Regions from separate parts of the Mus musculus genome. Here all the other regions are linked to region 4. The links are chromatin contacts, called in public Hi-C and HiChIP or PLAC-seq maps. All regions are on one chromosome and are shown on one strand. Each heading gives the region's core, a stretch centred on a gene start, on an enhancer-like site or on the middle of the called end of the contact. The rest is flanking DNA. Distances are from core to core; before and after follow the strand shown.

Region 1 (3,761 bases), core at 361-2,860, 230 kb after region 4:
GGAAAGTAGAGTCAGAAGTTCAAAGTCATCTTTGGCTGTATATTGAGTTTGAGTCCAGCCTGGGCTACATAATACCCCATCAGTCAGTCAGCAATTGGCACAAATAGATTTGCTCTAGTTTTTCACACAGTTACTTAAGGTTTTCTTATATGTTTTATTATTATTATTTTATTTTTATCGTCTCTTTTCCAAATACCTGAAGGAAATACTAGTCTTCAGACATTTATACTCAGCGTGTTTGGGCATTTACTTGTAGGTTGCTAGGACAGCCAATCGTCTTTTGAACATTCTGTTTTGTGTGTGCATGTGTGTAGTGACTGCACATAGAAGTGTTGTGAAAGGTTTCTAAAACTGTTGTGTCTCAACTGCCTTTCTAATGCTAGTAAATTTGAATTTTTCCTAACAGCTCCTCTGTTTTCTTTTTTCCAGATGAGTTTGATGCCTACATCATTGTGTCTTTCGTGAATGCCACACTTGTGCTATCTATCGGAGAGACTGTGGAAGAAGTGACTGACTCTGGCTTCTTGGGCACCACTCCAACCTTGTCCTGCTCCTTGTTAGGAGATGATGCACTGGTGCAGGTGAGCGTGCACCTCCTCAGCGTGCCTTGGCCGTCCGTCCTTTGCCCATCCTTTGCCCATCCTTCTCTTGTTTTGTGGTGTGCTTGAATTCATGTTTCTTCATTCTCACCTTCCAGAAAACCTGAGGGGAGGGTCTAATGTCTTATCAACATAAAAAGGGGTACTGAGAATTCATCCCTTTCAGGCTTTGAATAACTCGGCAGTTAGGAAAATTTGAAGCCTAACATTTCCTCCCTGTTGGTCATTCCCTATCACTGCTTTTCTCATCTTTATCATTAACATGTGGGCTTGGGACCTTTCTCAACTGAGGTGGCAAAGCATGAACATTTCAAAAACAAGCAGTGCCTCATTTGTGTGGTCCCAGTGTGCCAGTGTGAGGGCCATTCTGGGTGACAATCAGATTGCTAGTTAGATGTTCTTCTTTGACTGACTTCTAGGTGTATCCAGATGGCATCCGACACATACGAGCAGATAAAAGAGTTAATGAGTGGAAGACTCCCGGCAAGAAAACGATTGTGAAGTGTGCAGTGAACCAGCGACAAGTGGTGATCGCCCTGACTGGGGGAGAGCTGGTCTATTTCGAGATGGATCCTGTATGTTACTTGTTTTGTTCTGCTGGCCCTGTGTTATCTTCCATTATGGTCCTTGGGGTGGGGTTCTGTTGTTGTGCTTAGGCAGTGTTGTCAGTGTATGTATCTTAAGCATGCATGGATTCACAAGAAAGAGAATTGGGACTCTGAAGTGTCCACAAACAAGACAGTTTGGCCCCTTTTTTAAAGATTAAGGACAAAAACTAGGAAATCTAATTCAGATTACAGATGTGAAATCTCTTGAAAGCCAAATAGCTTGTTTTGTACCTCATCCTCATCTTCTAGTGAATATTTGGTAAAGAATTCTTTTATTTTCTTCTGTCTCGTTTCTCTTTTTTTGTTTTTTGTTTTGTTTTGTTTTGAGATACAGTCTAATGTAGAATTCTAGGCTGGTGACTCACAGCAGTCTTCCTGTCTCAACTTCACAAGTGCTGTGATTAGTCATGAGTTACTATTCCTGATTTTGCTATTTTATATGAAAATGTATCCAGAACTTACCTTCTACAGAAATCTCTAGTAGACTTGACATTTTTGTTGTTGTTTTGACTGTGTTTGAATTGGCTTTGGTGTATTAGGAAAGGGTTTTGTTTTTGAGATGGTCTCATGTAGACTAGATTGGCCTTGACCCTGTTCTTCTGTCTCCCTTTCTGTTTCCCATGTGCTAGAATTATAGTCTTGCATTACCACAGCTGGCTTTGTTCAGGGTTCTCATGATGAGAACAGATAAATGGCTTTATATATTTGTTTCTTGGTCTAGGATAGTGTATATTTATGCTACATCCTGCTTTTTTTCTTTCCCTCTGGGGCACTAACCTGTGAAGTTGATTTTGGGATCTGAAATGGTGAGATTCTTGGTCACTGACTTACTAAAAAGTGGAGTGAGATATAAAACAGTGTTAGCAGTGTTGCTCAGTTGATAGATCTCTAGCACTGTATAAACAGGGTGTGTTCAGACCCTTTGTAATCTCAGAACTCAGAGGAGGCCATGGTCTCAGGTTCATCCTTGAACGTAGCTAATAATAGTTACATGAAACCCCATCTCAGAAGCAAAAAGAGGGGTGAGAGGAGGCAAAAATAAAATTAAATTTAAAAAAAGTCTTAACAGCCCATCTTCCTTTCATACATAGTCCAGAGCTACAGGGTGAATTGTAGCACACAGACCTATTTTGTTTTTCTTCCTGTAGTCAGGACAGTTGAATGAGTACACGGAGCGGAAAGAGATGTCAGCAGATGTGGTGTGCATGAGTCTGGCCAACGTGCCCCCTGGAGAACAGCGATCTCGGTTCCTGGCTGTGGGGCTGGTGGACAACACTGTCAGAATCATCTCCCTCGACCCATCAGTGAGTGGCATTCTTAGTCTTCTGGGTGGGCCCTAAGCACCTGGCTCCCTAAAATCTGTGTCTATTGTTTTTCTCTCCTCTCCCCCATCTTGTCCAGCAGTGAGATCCTAAGCACCCAGTGTGGTGAGGTGTATGCTGCTGCCGCCTTTGATTCCCATAGCACACCTCGGGATGTTTAAGGATGTTGATCTGTGGCTACTATGTGTTTCTTCCTCAAAAGACTTGAATCCCTTTTGTAGTGTTTTAGATTCTATCTATGTTGTTCATGTTTTGCTTGCATGTTTGTATCAGGAAGTATCCAAGCCAACATGTAGATCCTGGGAGAGCAACAAGTTCTTTAAACCACTGGAGCCTTGCCTTCAGTTTAAAATCCTAAGACTGGTGATTAAAAAGGAATTTTACTTATTATAGGGCCTAATATGACTTTCTTACTTTGACCATTATCCACTTTGACAGAAATAAACAAGAGCTCCCCAAAACTTACTCTGAGATTTAGATTTAATAAGCATCTACTGTCTCAGTTTTCTTTTGGGGTTTCCATTTTCCTCAACAAAGATCCTCCTTCAATCCTAGCAGATTTCTGTGAGTATGTGTTTTCCAGAATTGTCTCTTACAGCAATTTTTCCTCCCCACTTCTGTTCCTTAGGACTGTTTACAGCCTCTGAGTATGCAGGCTCTCCCAGCCCAGCCTGAGTCTCTATGTATTGTGGAAATGGGTGGGACTGAGAAACAAGATGAGCTGGGTGAGAGAGGCTCTATTGGCTTCCTGTACCTGAACATTGGACTACAGGTAAGATGTCCAGGGGCTCACATTGGTGTAAGGCCTTCTTTGGTATCTATCAGCCTGTTCTTTATCCAGTCTAAGCATTTTCTTTGCCTGTAGTTCTAGATAGTCGCCTTGGGAAACTCATCATCTAGTGCTGTCAGAGACTGATTTTTCTCAACACTTAGAACATGTTAGGCAGGCCTGGAAATAGCACACACAAAGCGTCTTCATAGCTGGTAAAAAGTGCTTTGTGATAGGTGTTTTGGTTTGGAATTAAATGAGTCTTCAGTAGTGACCTATAGTTCCCATAGTATTCTAGTCTTTTAAAGTGAATTCCTCCCAGTTCATAATTGACCATGTTAGCTCTAGTGTGTAGAAGCCTGGGTGTTTTTGTAGCCAAAGGAGATGAGTTTTATCATGGTACAAAAAGCAGGAATCTAGTGTAAACTAGCATCGGTGCTCTCACGGTGCTATGTGCCTTACT
Region 2 (3,493 bases), core at 49-2,548, 200 kb before region 4:
GCCAAGTGTGACGCTCTCAACCCAAGGAGGGGTCACTAGTGTGTAGTAAAGCAATGTTGAAGATGTTGCGTACAGGTCAGCAATACAATTTGCTGACACAGGCTGGACCTGTGGTTCACAGGGGGCCGGGGCGGGGGAAGGGAGGTCTCTGTGAGTTGGAGAGCAGCCTGGTCTATCTACATAGTGAGTTTTGGGTCAGCCAGGGGCCAACAGTGAGACTTTGTTTCAAAAATGGAAGTAGGGGGAGTCTAAGTCCTGTTTTTTGTTTGTTTGTTTTGATTTATTTATTGTTATATGTAAGTGCACTGTAGTTGTCTTTAGACACACCAGAAGAGGGCATCAGATCTCATTGCATATAGTTGTGAGCCACCATGTGGTTGATGGGATTTGAACTCAGGACTGTCAGTCAGTGCTCTTACCAGAGCCATCTTGCCAGTCCCTAAGTCCTGGTTCTTAAAGAAGATGTCCAAGCAAAGGCCCTCGTGTTGTGTTTAATATTGACTATAACTTTTGGGACTTCAAGTTACAGGCCAGGTAGTTTCCTTGATTTTGTTACTTTTTTCTTCTTCTTCTCGAAACAGTCTTAGGTTGGCTTCAACCTTCCTGCTTTCACCTCCTGAAAGCTAGGATCACAGGCATATGCCGGGTTATGAGATGAAGGGTATCAAATCCATGTCTTTGTACACTCTACCAACTGACCCCTACACCCCCAGCCTCTCCCTGTTTTTATTCTAAAAGTTCACAGTTTTACTTTACATTTGAGCGATCATCTTGAAGGCCCATGAGCAAGGATTATAACCTATGTACGCTTAACATTCATCGAATTGTCGCCTGCTTCTCTAGGTAAGAAATACAGGTCAGACACAAAATGAGGCTCTCAGATACCGGAATACATTCGGTTTTGAAGTTCATCTACACACAACAAAGTTTTTAACCCTTCCTCCTCCACCCACCGTGAGTCACCGAACTGGCGAAATATTCCACCGGCCATCTTAGTTGTGTCAGTCCAAATTCACTTCTCTTTTTTCTCTTCCGTGTCAACAATCGAGAGATTTATACCACGGTGCCCCTACGCAGGTTTTCTCAGCAGCTCCAACAGTTCCTCCGGGAAGGCTATCCACTTTCCCGCCAGCCGGGTCCAGGGCGTGGGCCCTTCCTTCGCAGCGCAACCTCCGCTGCTTTTCACTCCGCCGCGGACTCCCGAGTCTACCGCCCGCTGGGGAGGAGCCACGCCAGCCCACGCCCGCGGCTCCGCCCCCTCATTTAAATACACGTCGCCGGCGGGTGCGTCGAGCTCGCCGCGAACCCAAGATGGCGGTGTGTGGACGTGTACGGGGGATGTTCCGCTTGTCGGCGGCGTTGCCGCTGCTGCTGCTCGCGGCAGCAGGGGCCCAGAATGGTCACGGTCAGGGCCAGGGTCCGGGGACCAACTTTGGGCCCTTCCCAGGGCAAGGTGGAGGCGGCAGCCCGGCCGGCCAACAGCCGCCTCAGCAGCCTCAGTTATCGCAGCAGCAGCAGCAGCCGCCGCCTCAGCAGCAGCAGCAGCAACAGCAGCAGTCGCTTTTCGCGGCGGGCGGGCTCCCGGCCCGGCGGGGCGGAGCGGGGCCCGGTGGGACTGGCGGAGGCTGGAAGCTGGCGGAGGAAGAGTCCTGCCGGGAGGACGTGACCCGTGTGTGCCCCAAACACACCTGGAGCAACAACCTGGCGGTGCTCGAGTGCCTGCAGGACGTGAGGGAGGTGAGGAGGTGGGACGAGCCTGGGGAGGAGGGCCGAGCCTGGTGCGGGCCGGAGGGTGTCGCCGGCCTGGAAGCCGCGGATGCCGGGCTGCAGCAGCAGCTTCCCTCTGCTCTTTTCCTTCAGGGCTGTGCTCGCGCCTCTCTCTTTCCTGCCCCTCACTCCCGGGTGCGTTCGGGCAAGCGGATCCCACCCCGATCCTTCCTCCTCCGGTCCCCTAGTTCGCTCCCTGTCGTCGCGGTGTTCTGGGATCAGGACCTCGGCTCACGGCCTCAGTAGGCGCAGGCCTAAGGAGCGTGTTTTCTGTTTGCGCTCCTGTCTTTTGTGTGATGCTCTATGCAGAGCGGTTCCTCGCCGGAAAACCAGTTTAGGATTTGTTTGCTATCCGTTTCGACCTCGCCAGTTTGTAGCAATGGATTTCAACGTGGAAAAAAAAATCGGTACATTTAAACTGCTAAAGATCGATCTGCTGTTTATTTAGCAGTAGGCGCTTGGTGAGCTAACCTGGGTTCTCTTCTGGTGTGAATGTAGTCAAAAGCCGAATTTACTGTTTCTACCACATTCTTTTTTAATTGGTAAATCTTTACTATTTACCTGGTGCTGAAACTATGCTTTTTTTTTTTTTTTTTTTTTTGTCTTCACTTCCTGTGGTCAGTTTGTAAAGGACCTCATTTTTTAGGCTGTTCCTTCATGTCCCTTGGAACCCTATAAAGTCTGAGAAAGTTGCAGGCAGCATTTGATGCTATATAATAAATATAAGGTGTTTGTGGTCTGTAGTGGGGTCTTTCTGAAGTCTTAAGATAGTTGTTTTTGAGACCGGATCTGCTTGTAGCCCAGGTTGGCCGCCTATGAGAGGCATCCTTCCGCATCTGGCTGAACCACTTCATCTAGTTTGAAATAATTTTAACAGTACCTTAGTGAGTTCTTCTAGAGCTTATATTACTTGGTGTGCTCCAGTTAAAAAACATTGACAACTTCTTTTCTATATTTGATGCTGCAGACGTGAGCATATTGGTAGAAATATTTGTTTTCAAAGGTTTAGATAAACAAGATTACTCCCAAAATCTGGCAAGTAGAAAATTGCTATTTGGCCATCTCATTTGGAATACTGTATCTTCAGGATTGTTCAAGGCCATGATGTGACCACTGGTTTATAGACATTTGCTAGTCTTGCTTTAGTGTTATGCAAAGGTAAGGCCCTTTTTTTTTATGGCACATCCTGTTAATTCTGGAACTTGAGAGGAAGAGGCTGGCAGATCTCTCTCTGAATTTGAGACTATAGCCTAGTCAAAGTAGAGAGTTCCAGACCAGCCAGGGTAACAATAGGACTTAAAAAAACCAAAGTCATAAGAGGAAAAGACATACAAAATCAAGAGCCAGAAAGTTTCCAGAGCTACCAGAAATGTGGAACCTTACGTGGGTCACATGTATAGCTTGAAGATTGGAAAGTAGATATAGCCAATAGTCTTTTTTCTTTTCTTTTCTTTTCTTTTTTCTTTCTTTTTTTTTTTTTTTTTTTTGGTTTTTCCAGACAGGGTTTCTCTGTGTAGCCCTGGCTGCTGTCCTGGAACTCACTCAGTATAGACCAGGCTGGCCTCGAACTCAGAAATCGGCCTGCCTCTGCCTCCCAAGTGCTGGGAGTGTGCCACCGCTGCCCGGCATAGCCAATAGTCATAACTGTTAAACTTTTTTGGAATTTTCTATTTGATTTTTGAGGATACTTACTAGATGTTGTTTCCTTAAGGTGAGATTGTCCCAT
Region 3 (3,609 bases), core at 437-2,936, 170 kb after region 4:
TTGATAACTTTATTGGGGCCTAGGGACGAAATGAGCAAAAACATGTCTTTGATCTCAAAAGTCATGGGATATAAGGAACATAGGCACTCATCAGTAGCCACTAGAGCGCTCTGAAGAAGGGTATAGTCGAGTTCTTGGTATTTTCTGCACTCTCTCTCCATCCTCATTCTGTACTTTAGATTCTTAACTACCGAGGGACTGAAAGTTAGAGAGAGAGCTTGGTGGGTAAAGCGCTTGCTGTGCAAACATGAGGACCTGACCTTAGATCCCCAGCACTAACCAGTACAAAAGTCTAGGTGTGAAATTATGTGTGTATAAACCCTGTACTAGGTGTGCAAAAGGAGTTCGCAGGGCCCAGTGGCCAGCCAGTGTAGCTAATTGGTGACCTCCAGGTGGCGGAGGGGCTGGAGAGTTCCTAGCTCATAGCCACCTGTAAATCCAGCTTCAAGGGATCTGACCCTCTCTGGGTACTGCGTTCGTGAGCACATACCTACACACACCAATGCTTTTTTCAAGATAGAGTCTTACTATGTAGCCCTAGCTGTCCTGAAACTCACTCTGTAGACCAGGCTGGTCTTGAGATCACAGAAATCTGCCTGCCTCTGCCTCCCAAGTGCTGGGATTAAAGGTGTCTGCCACAGCTACCTGACTTTTATTTTTAGGTTTCTTATTTTATATATGTGTGTGTTTTGTGCTTTTTCTTAAAAAGACATTTTTCTATATGTGTATCTCCTTATGGGTATGTGTACATGGACCCATAAGGAGATATGGAGGCCAGAAGGTATTTAATCCCCCCGTGCTGGAGTTTCAGGTGGTTGTGAGCTGCCAGATGTAGGTTCTGGAAACCACCTGCTGGTCTTCTGCAAAAGCAGTAAGAACTTTCAGTTACTAAGCCATCTTTTTGCTTCTATGAACTTATTTTTCAAGGACTCTTAGAAGACAGATTGTCCGGGTACTGGCAGATTACGTGAAGTCTAACTTCTGATGTGTCTTGTGCCAATTCTAATTACATGATTAACCTGCAACAAAACTGTCCCTTTCTGGGACTGGCCTGCTGTCGTGGCTTACTCGTCTCAGCTAGAGTTGGGACTGGGACAAGCTTATTCCCATTCTGGTTCCAGTTAGAGATTCAGGGCCATGAAACAAGGCTGGGTGAGGTTGGGTCACTTAGGTTCCAACAGTGACAGGACTTTGGGTTCATAGGAGGTGGCTGGCAGGACCAAGTCAGTGGCCTAATGCCTGGCATCAAAGTGGGGCGCTCCCGGGCCCAGCTGCCCCTCAAGGTGGAGGTGGAGGAAATCACTGTGCCTGAGGGCTTTGTCCAGAAGATCAATGACCATCTGCTCCTGGTTTATACCGGCAAGACCCGATTGGCCCGGAATCTGCTGCAGGTGAGCTCAGCCCCTGACTAAGGAAGGCAGTTTCCTGGCTGGCCTTGGCTGGAGCTGATTCTCATGGCACCGTCCGTGTCCCGCCTGCAGGACGTGCTGAGGAACTGGTACGCTCGGTTGCCCGTTGTGGTACAGAATGCCCGCAGACTGGTGCGACAGACCGAGAAGTGCGCTGAAGCTTTCCGCCAAGGTGAGCTTGTTTATCGGTTCAGAGGTAACTCTTGCCTCAGGCCAGACACAACCCCACACATTAGGTCCTTGGGGATCTCCTTGTGTTTTCTCCTTGTGGAGCCCTATCTCAGTATAGAACTTGTCTCATGGGAATAGCCCTCTGATCCTAGTTACCAGGAAACAGGAGGAAGAGGCTCTGCCCTGACTGAGTTGCAGGGAAGTGGGGGCTGCTTAAGCCCCAATGATGAGGCTATAGAACACTGGCTGGGCACCATGCTGGCTGCTCCGTGCTGTGCCCGCAACCTTGTGCAGTTGAAGTCATGCCTTTTGACACTCCCTTCCTTCCCTCTGCAAAAGTTACCACCGGAGAATCTGGCCCAGGCAAACCATCCCCTCTCCTAACCCCAGGAAACCTGCCTCTGCTGGGACAGTACCTGACCTCATACTGGGAGCAGAAGAAGCTTATGGCCCCAGGCTGCGAGCCGCTGGCCGTGCAGCGAATGATGGATGTCCTGGCCCCGTATGCGTATGGCCAAAGCCTGGCAGGGGCAGGTGGTGGGGGCTTTCTCTATCTATTGACCAAGGAACCCCGGCAGAAAGAGACTCTGGAAGCTGTCCTGGCCAAGGCTGAGGTATGTGCTGGTATAATGGTTGGAAGTTGGTTGGAGTGAAATAACCCAACTGTGGCCCACCAAATCATGGTCCTCCTGGCCCCGTATCAGTCCAAAAGGCCTGGGAATGTTTAAGCTCTCAACACCTTCTGTCCCACCCAGGGCCTTGGCAACTACAGTGTCCACCTGGTGGAAGTGGATCCTCAGGGCCTGAGCCTGCAGCTGCTGGGACACGACACCCGTCTTTGTGGGGCCGGGCCCTCTGAAGTGGGCACCACCTAGAGCTGCAGCTGCGCGTCCCTTCAGTGGGGCTCACTTTGTTATCCCTTACCTACCTCTTCAAGTCTGCTGCTAAGGAAGGAAGCAAGACTTGGACAGAAGAGGCAGTGTTTGCAAACAGTACTGTGCTTCATGGTGGGCAGTGGCTGAGACTTGGCCTCTATCTCATCTGGATTAAGGGAGGTCTTAGTCACAGTGTCTCATGTGCACTCTACAAATTCCATGGCCCAGTGTAGGCCTCCTAGGGCCCTGCAAAGGATGACAATCAGACCAACTCTAAAGATAGACTTTCAGGCATTCCCATACCAACTCTGATTCTACAGCAGGGGCCAGGGAAGAGTGAAGGTGTGTTCTCAGGTCTGTGGTAGTGAACCACTCTCTGCCACAGTCTACAGCAAGCTTTTGATAACCTAAGCCTTTCTAACAACACTACAGTGTCAAAGGAACCTGGGGGTAGTGGGTTCTCAACACCCGCATCCTTGGAATAAATTCTAATTTTCAAGTTTGTCTTCAGAAAACTGTTTTTTTGCTGGGAGAAATTCCTACTTCTGGCATTGTGGGAAGCTGCTATACCTGGATTGATCCAGCCCCTGGTGCTGAAAGCCCAAGAAAGGGTTGAAGTCCAGGACTGGATGAGGGTTCCTGCTGTTAGGTGACTAGATGGGGGGAGACTTGACTGCAGGCCACTAGTGGAATGGCCTTGTCCAAGCAACCAACCCTTCCTGGACCCAACACAATGGCATGTCTCCAGGTAGTGTCTTTATTTGTGAACATCATAGCCTTGCCGTTAAGTCCCCAGGTACCTCCAACCTCCCTGCTGTCATGGGCATGTGTGTTGTAGTGTGCGGGCGAGAGAGTAACAGATGGCCAGGCATATGCTGCCCACTTAGTCCCCACCTCTCTGTTGGAAAAGCTCTCCCTTTTAGCCTCCAGCCGTAACTGCTCCTGGGAAGAACTTTGCAGTGAGTGCACTCCTTGCTTCCTGGTTTCCATGCAGTGGTGTAGCCTGGACCTTTGGCTGACCCAAGCCAGACAGTTTTGCATAGCTCTTTGGCTGTAACTGCTTAGAAAACAGGTCCTGAAGTCTGGCGGGCCACATGGCAGCTATAGGCGCAGCCTCTTGATATCCTCATTGCGGAAGTCTATGCGCAGAGCCA
Region 4 (3,549 bases), core at 67-2,566:
AACAGCATTGTTTCTAACTCTAGTATCAAGAAAAAACACAACAGATGTATTTCCAGTCATAAAATAGTTTTTATGTTTTACTCTGAGTAGTGAGAAGGCAAAGTCCCCTGGTCCATCCTCTCAAAAGAATCAGTTTATTATGTATTGGAGCCAATGGCTGGCCTGCACTGGGTCCATCTCCTACAAGACCATAGCCCCTTATCTCATTTACTAGGTAAATCCAGCCCAAGTCCTTTCCAACTTGGGAGTATGGCTGCTTTCAAATCTCTCCAACTGGATCGTGTTTCCAACGGCCTTTTAAACCTTTCCAACAGAGCTGTCCAGTGCTTTGGTTCTGTGCGCCCAACTGCCCCACTCTTCGTTTCTCAGCTCTGCGGAGTCAGGCGACCATCAGCGCTTGGTCCTTTAGGGAGAGAAGGGCGATAGCAGTCCTCGAATCCTCGTCGCTCCGGTTTTTTCCAATCAGGGTGGGGCGGCGGCACCCCTCCGGCGGGCAGCCCGCACCAAACACTGCTGCAGCACTGGGTAGAGGCGCTGGCAGCCCTCCAGGCCCAGGCGCACAGCATCGGTCCAACTCTCAGTCTGCCCGCCTTCCCCACTGCCCAGTAACCCGGCCACCTGATTGAGCACAGGCATGAGGGCCACCGTGAGACCGGCCGCGGAGTGCTCCTCCTCCAGCCGCGTGGGGTCCAGCAGCCAGGTCGGGGAGGGTCCCGGGGTGAGGCTCAGGCCGCAGCCCACCACCAGATCGTACATCTCCACTCCCGCGTCGGCCAGGGCGAGCGCGGCCGCGGTGAGCGCCGCGGCCAGCGCACAGCCGCCGTCCTCCAGCAGCAGCGCCGACACCTCGAGCTGAGCACGCGGGTAGCGCCCCAGGCGCACGGCGGGCTCCAGAGCCTCCTGTAGCGCCAGTCCCAGCTCGCGATCCTCCCCGCCGCCGCCCTGGGGCGCGCGACGCCGGCGACCGGAGAAGGGAGCGCGGCGGAAATCGCAGAGCAGGCGACCCCGGAGGGCAGCGGGAGCTTCCCCGCCCGCTCCCGCAGGGCCGCTGCCGCGCTCGCCGCCCTCGGCCTGCCGCGGACCGGACACGGCGCACAGCACCTTGGTCCCGCCCGCCTCCAGGTAGGCGGAGCCCTTGGCCTGGCTCAGCAGCCCGGCGCGCGCGTACACCGGGCGGAGCCGCGTCGGGTCGCGAGCAGCGGGCGTCTCGTCGTCTTCGGCCGCGTACAGCTGCGGCGGCTGAGACTCCTCCGGCCCGCGGATGCGGCGATGGTCTCCCGGCATGGCGGCTACCGGCGTGCGAGCTACTTCCGCCTGCTGGGCTGCCCTTGCGCACCCGGCTCTTCCGCTCGCTTAAAGATGCGCGCCCGCGCAGAGCCTATCGGGAGAGCGGTAGGTGTGCGCGCTGCCACCTAGCGGAGTGGAGGAAGAACGGCGAGGTATAGCTGGACTCCTATGCTGGTACTTTAGCTAGTCCTAAGGAACGGATCTGTTGTTATTCCTAGAAGTTTGCATTCAGACTGTTTCACATAAGCTTGCCCAAGGTGAGAGGTTTTTGTTTACTCGTGCAATTAGTCCTCTGGCTGCTTCAACACTTGTTTAATAAATGGACGGTATCTCTCTTTGTACAACTAGATATTTCTAACACTCTGAGGAACTGTCATAAGCAGACAGTATCTCTGCTTCCAGACCCTGCTGTTTGTAGATTCATACAAATTGCATTTTAGGGCTGGGCCAGGGTCTTGAACCTACTTTAGGTTAAAGCAGTAGGGGTGGGGCAGTTAGTAGGACACACCTACATGTTCATACTGCCTATATCAGTTGTCTGACCTCATATCAGCAGCCTCAAACAGGCATGTGGACAGGCATGGTGGAGGTTGTCCTAAGAGACTAAGAACAGTGGTTCTCCACTGGAAGCAACTCAGAATTATTTTCCTCCACCCTTCTATTGAATTTCCTGAACTTTCAGGAGTCTGGGAGTCTATTCGGTGATACCATCAACCAGAAACAGGCTGGAACCGTAACAGATATACAGGAGCCAGGGCTCACCTCAGGACAAGAAGCAGAGCGCATGACATCACCAAGTATTGCACATGGTCCTTTTTATTTTCTGCAGAGAAAAGGCTTCCTTCCTCTGCAGACCTAAAGCCTCAGGCTGGCAGAGTGACCTCATCTAGATGTGATCATGACGTTAAAAAGCATTCCTGGGTAGTGATTTTAGACAGATGGTGCTGACATGAATGGGCTCAGAGCAGTAATGGAGGGGGGCAATGAATCACAGGACAGCTCCAGGCGTGTTCCCATTACCGCTGGATCAGGACGGACAGGGCTGCTGAGAGGTCCCATGACTCCAATGTCTTCGTGGCGGGAGGAGAGCTCCTGGCTGAATTCCCGCCTTCGGACATGTCTGGTTGATGGCGAGTTGCTTTCCCGAGAGGGCTTCCCTCCCATCAGTTCTTCACATCTCCCAGACGGAGCTGGGCAAAGGAGGTAGCCAGCTGCAGTGCTTCCTGAAGGCAGCCCACGTTCTTGCCTGTGGCCTGGGCGGACATGTCCTTGCCACCGCCTTTACCATCCATCAGGCCTGAAACCTGCTGGACCCACTCGCTGGCTTTCAGTCCCCGGTTGGCTGCATTCTAGGAGATAGGAGGGGAAAATGGTAGTCAGAATGGGATTGAGGGGGGAATGGCAGGCGCCCCCAACATCCATTTGTATCATGTGTGATGCTACCACAGACTAACACTATAGCTGGCACAGGAGAGCAGCTATGGCTACTGCCAAAGTGAGGACAGAGAGCAAAGCCAGGCATTAGCCAGGAGTGAAGTCTTTCACCAAAAGAAAGCCCGAGGGGTAAAGGTGCCGCAGGAGGCGACAAATGATAGACAGATCAACAGTTTCTAGTGAGGACTGCGTGCACACAAACAGTCTTGGCAAATGCTGTGAAGAAGCCCTCCTTGAGGAGCCACAGGCAGGGTTTCCCACTGGCATACGGGTTTGCAGGCTTTTAGACTGGGACTGTGGGAAGTTCTGACCTGGGGAACCTGGCACAAGCACGTGATCTTGCCAGCCTCATTGTCCACCGTGAACAGCATGGCAGATGTCTGAGGAGAATGCGTCTTGAAAAGCTTCAACGCTTCATTCAGGGCCTGTGGGGAGAACCTCAGGTTAGGTCACTGGCAAGGGAGCCCTGCTTTCTACAAGGGAAGCTGAGAACTCAGCCCTCAGAGAACCATCCCATTTCCAGCAGATGCTGTTCCCAGGAGCCCACCAGTGGCAGGACCCTGCCCACACCCTGGCTGAGGTCGGCCTCCTACCCCCAGGAAGCTCCTCCTTCTCTGGCCACCGGATCTCTCCAGGGCTCAGCCTAACTCTAGAACTGAGCAGTGGGCCTTAAGTGACCACACAGCCCAGATTTAGAGGGCAGCCCGGCCCTCGCGGCTTGCCTTGGCCGATGCTCCACTCTCCATCTCCAGGATGACCAGCGGCTGGTTGGGGTTGCTGTCAATCAGCTGCTTTGTCTTCTCTAACACCTACAAGAAGCCCAGGAGA

What was found. A called contact is a pair of places that touch in the nucleus more often than the background predicts. HiChIP or PLAC-seq counts read pairs in DNA pulled down with a chosen protein or histone mark.
Region 1: a contact with region 4 is called in an H3K27ac HiChIP or PLAC-seq map of trophoblast stem cells, with 6 times the contacts expected there. The contact joins the enhancer-like site here to the promoter of Exosc6 in region 4. A contact is called at or near these places in 17 of 39 promoter capture datasets (the 3T3-L1 cell line, the C10 cell line, the HPC-7 cell line and 11 more), 3 of 15 datasets of contacts at CTCF or cohesin (embryonic stem cells and stem cell-derived epiblast-like cells), 72 of 484 Hi-C or Micro-C datasets (the 63-12 cell line, B cells, the C2C12 cell line and 24 more), 20 of 115 datasets of contacts at active chromatin or transcription factors (the SCID.adh cell line, bone marrow-derived macrophages, embryonic forebrain and 12 more) and 5 of 9 other capture datasets (adipose tissue, embryonic stem cells, embryonic tail and 2 more).
Region 2: a Hi-C map of uterus shows a contact between it and region 4, with 3 times the contacts expected there. The contact joins the promoter of Glg1 here to the promoter of Exosc6 in region 4. A contact is called at or near these places in 6 of 484 Hi-C or Micro-C datasets (the HL-1 cell line, embryonic fibroblasts, embryonic stem cells and 1 more), 9 of 115 datasets of contacts at active chromatin or transcription factors (the SCID.adh cell line, double positive thymocytes, embryonic stem cells and 5 more) and 3 of 9 other capture datasets (adipose tissue, liver and pancreatic islet).
Region 3: an H3K4me3 HiChIP or PLAC-seq map of the 230-238 cell line shows a contact between it and region 4, with 4 times the contacts expected there. The contact joins the enhancer-like site here to the promoter of Exosc6 in region 4. A contact is called at or near these places in 13 of 39 promoter capture datasets (the 3T3-L1 cell line, the HPC-7 cell line, HPC-7-derived erythroid cells and 7 more), 1 of 15 datasets of contacts at CTCF or cohesin (large pre-B cells), 2 of 484 Hi-C or Micro-C datasets (the C3H10T1/2 cell line and ventral hippocampal neurons), 16 of 115 datasets of contacts at active chromatin or transcription factors (the 230-238 cell line, the SCID.adh cell line, bone marrow-derived macrophages and 8 more) and 5 of 9 other capture datasets (adipose tissue, embryonic stem cells, liver and 2 more).

The regions. Positions count from the first base shown.
Region 1 is chr8:110,822,915-110,826,675 of GRCm38.p6, reverse strand. Sf3b3 (splicing factor 3b, subunit 3) reads left to right here. Exons shown (of 26, transcript NM_133953.2): 12 at 430-581; 13 at 1,019-1,174; 14 at 2,356-2,511; 15 at 3,158-3,301. Among named protein-coding and RNA genes, the nearest start is that of Snord111, 14 kb to the left of the region's middle. Within about 2 kb of position 1,610, at least 28 of the 459 cell types and tissues checked have an H3K27ac peak or open chromatin away from gene starts, as enhancers often do. A contact at or near this core is called in the HL-1 cell line, bone marrow-derived macrophages, embryonic fibroblasts and 3 more, where this site is marked.
Region 2 is chr8:111,257,015-111,260,507 of GRCm38.p6, reverse strand. It overlaps Glg1 (golgi apparatus protein 1), which reads left to right and starts at 1,298. Exons shown (of 26, transcript NM_009149.3): 1 at 1,298-1,737. The coding sequence starts at 1,312.
Region 3 is chr8:110,881,813-110,885,421 of GRCm38.p6, reverse strand. Fcsk (fucose kinase) reads left to right here. Exons shown (of 24, transcript NM_172283.3): 21 at 1,204-1,391; 22 at 1,482-1,581; 23 at 1,971-2,194; 24 at 2,336-2,966. The coding sequence ends at 2,455. It overlaps Cog4 (component of oligomeric golgi complex 4), which reads right to left. Exons shown (of 19, transcript NM_133973.2): 19 at 3,188-3,609. The coding sequence ends at 3,557. Among named protein-coding and RNA genes, the nearest start is that of Fcsk, 19 kb to the left of the region's middle. Within about 2 kb of position 1,686, at least 12 of the 459 cell types and tissues checked have an H3K27ac peak or open chromatin away from gene starts, as enhancers often do. A contact at or near this core is called in the 230-238 cell line, where this site is marked.
Region 4 is chr8:111,054,106-111,057,654 of GRCm38.p6, reverse strand. It overlaps Exosc6 (exosome component 6), which reads right to left and starts at 1,316. Exons shown (of 1, transcript NM_028274.4): 1 at 1-1,316. The coding sequence starts at 1,284. The coding sequence ends at 463. Aars (alanyl-tRNA synthetase) reads right to left here. Exons shown (of 21, transcript NM_146217.4): 19 at 3,444-3,530; 20 at 3,033-3,146; 21 at 2,086-2,636. The coding sequence ends at 2,451.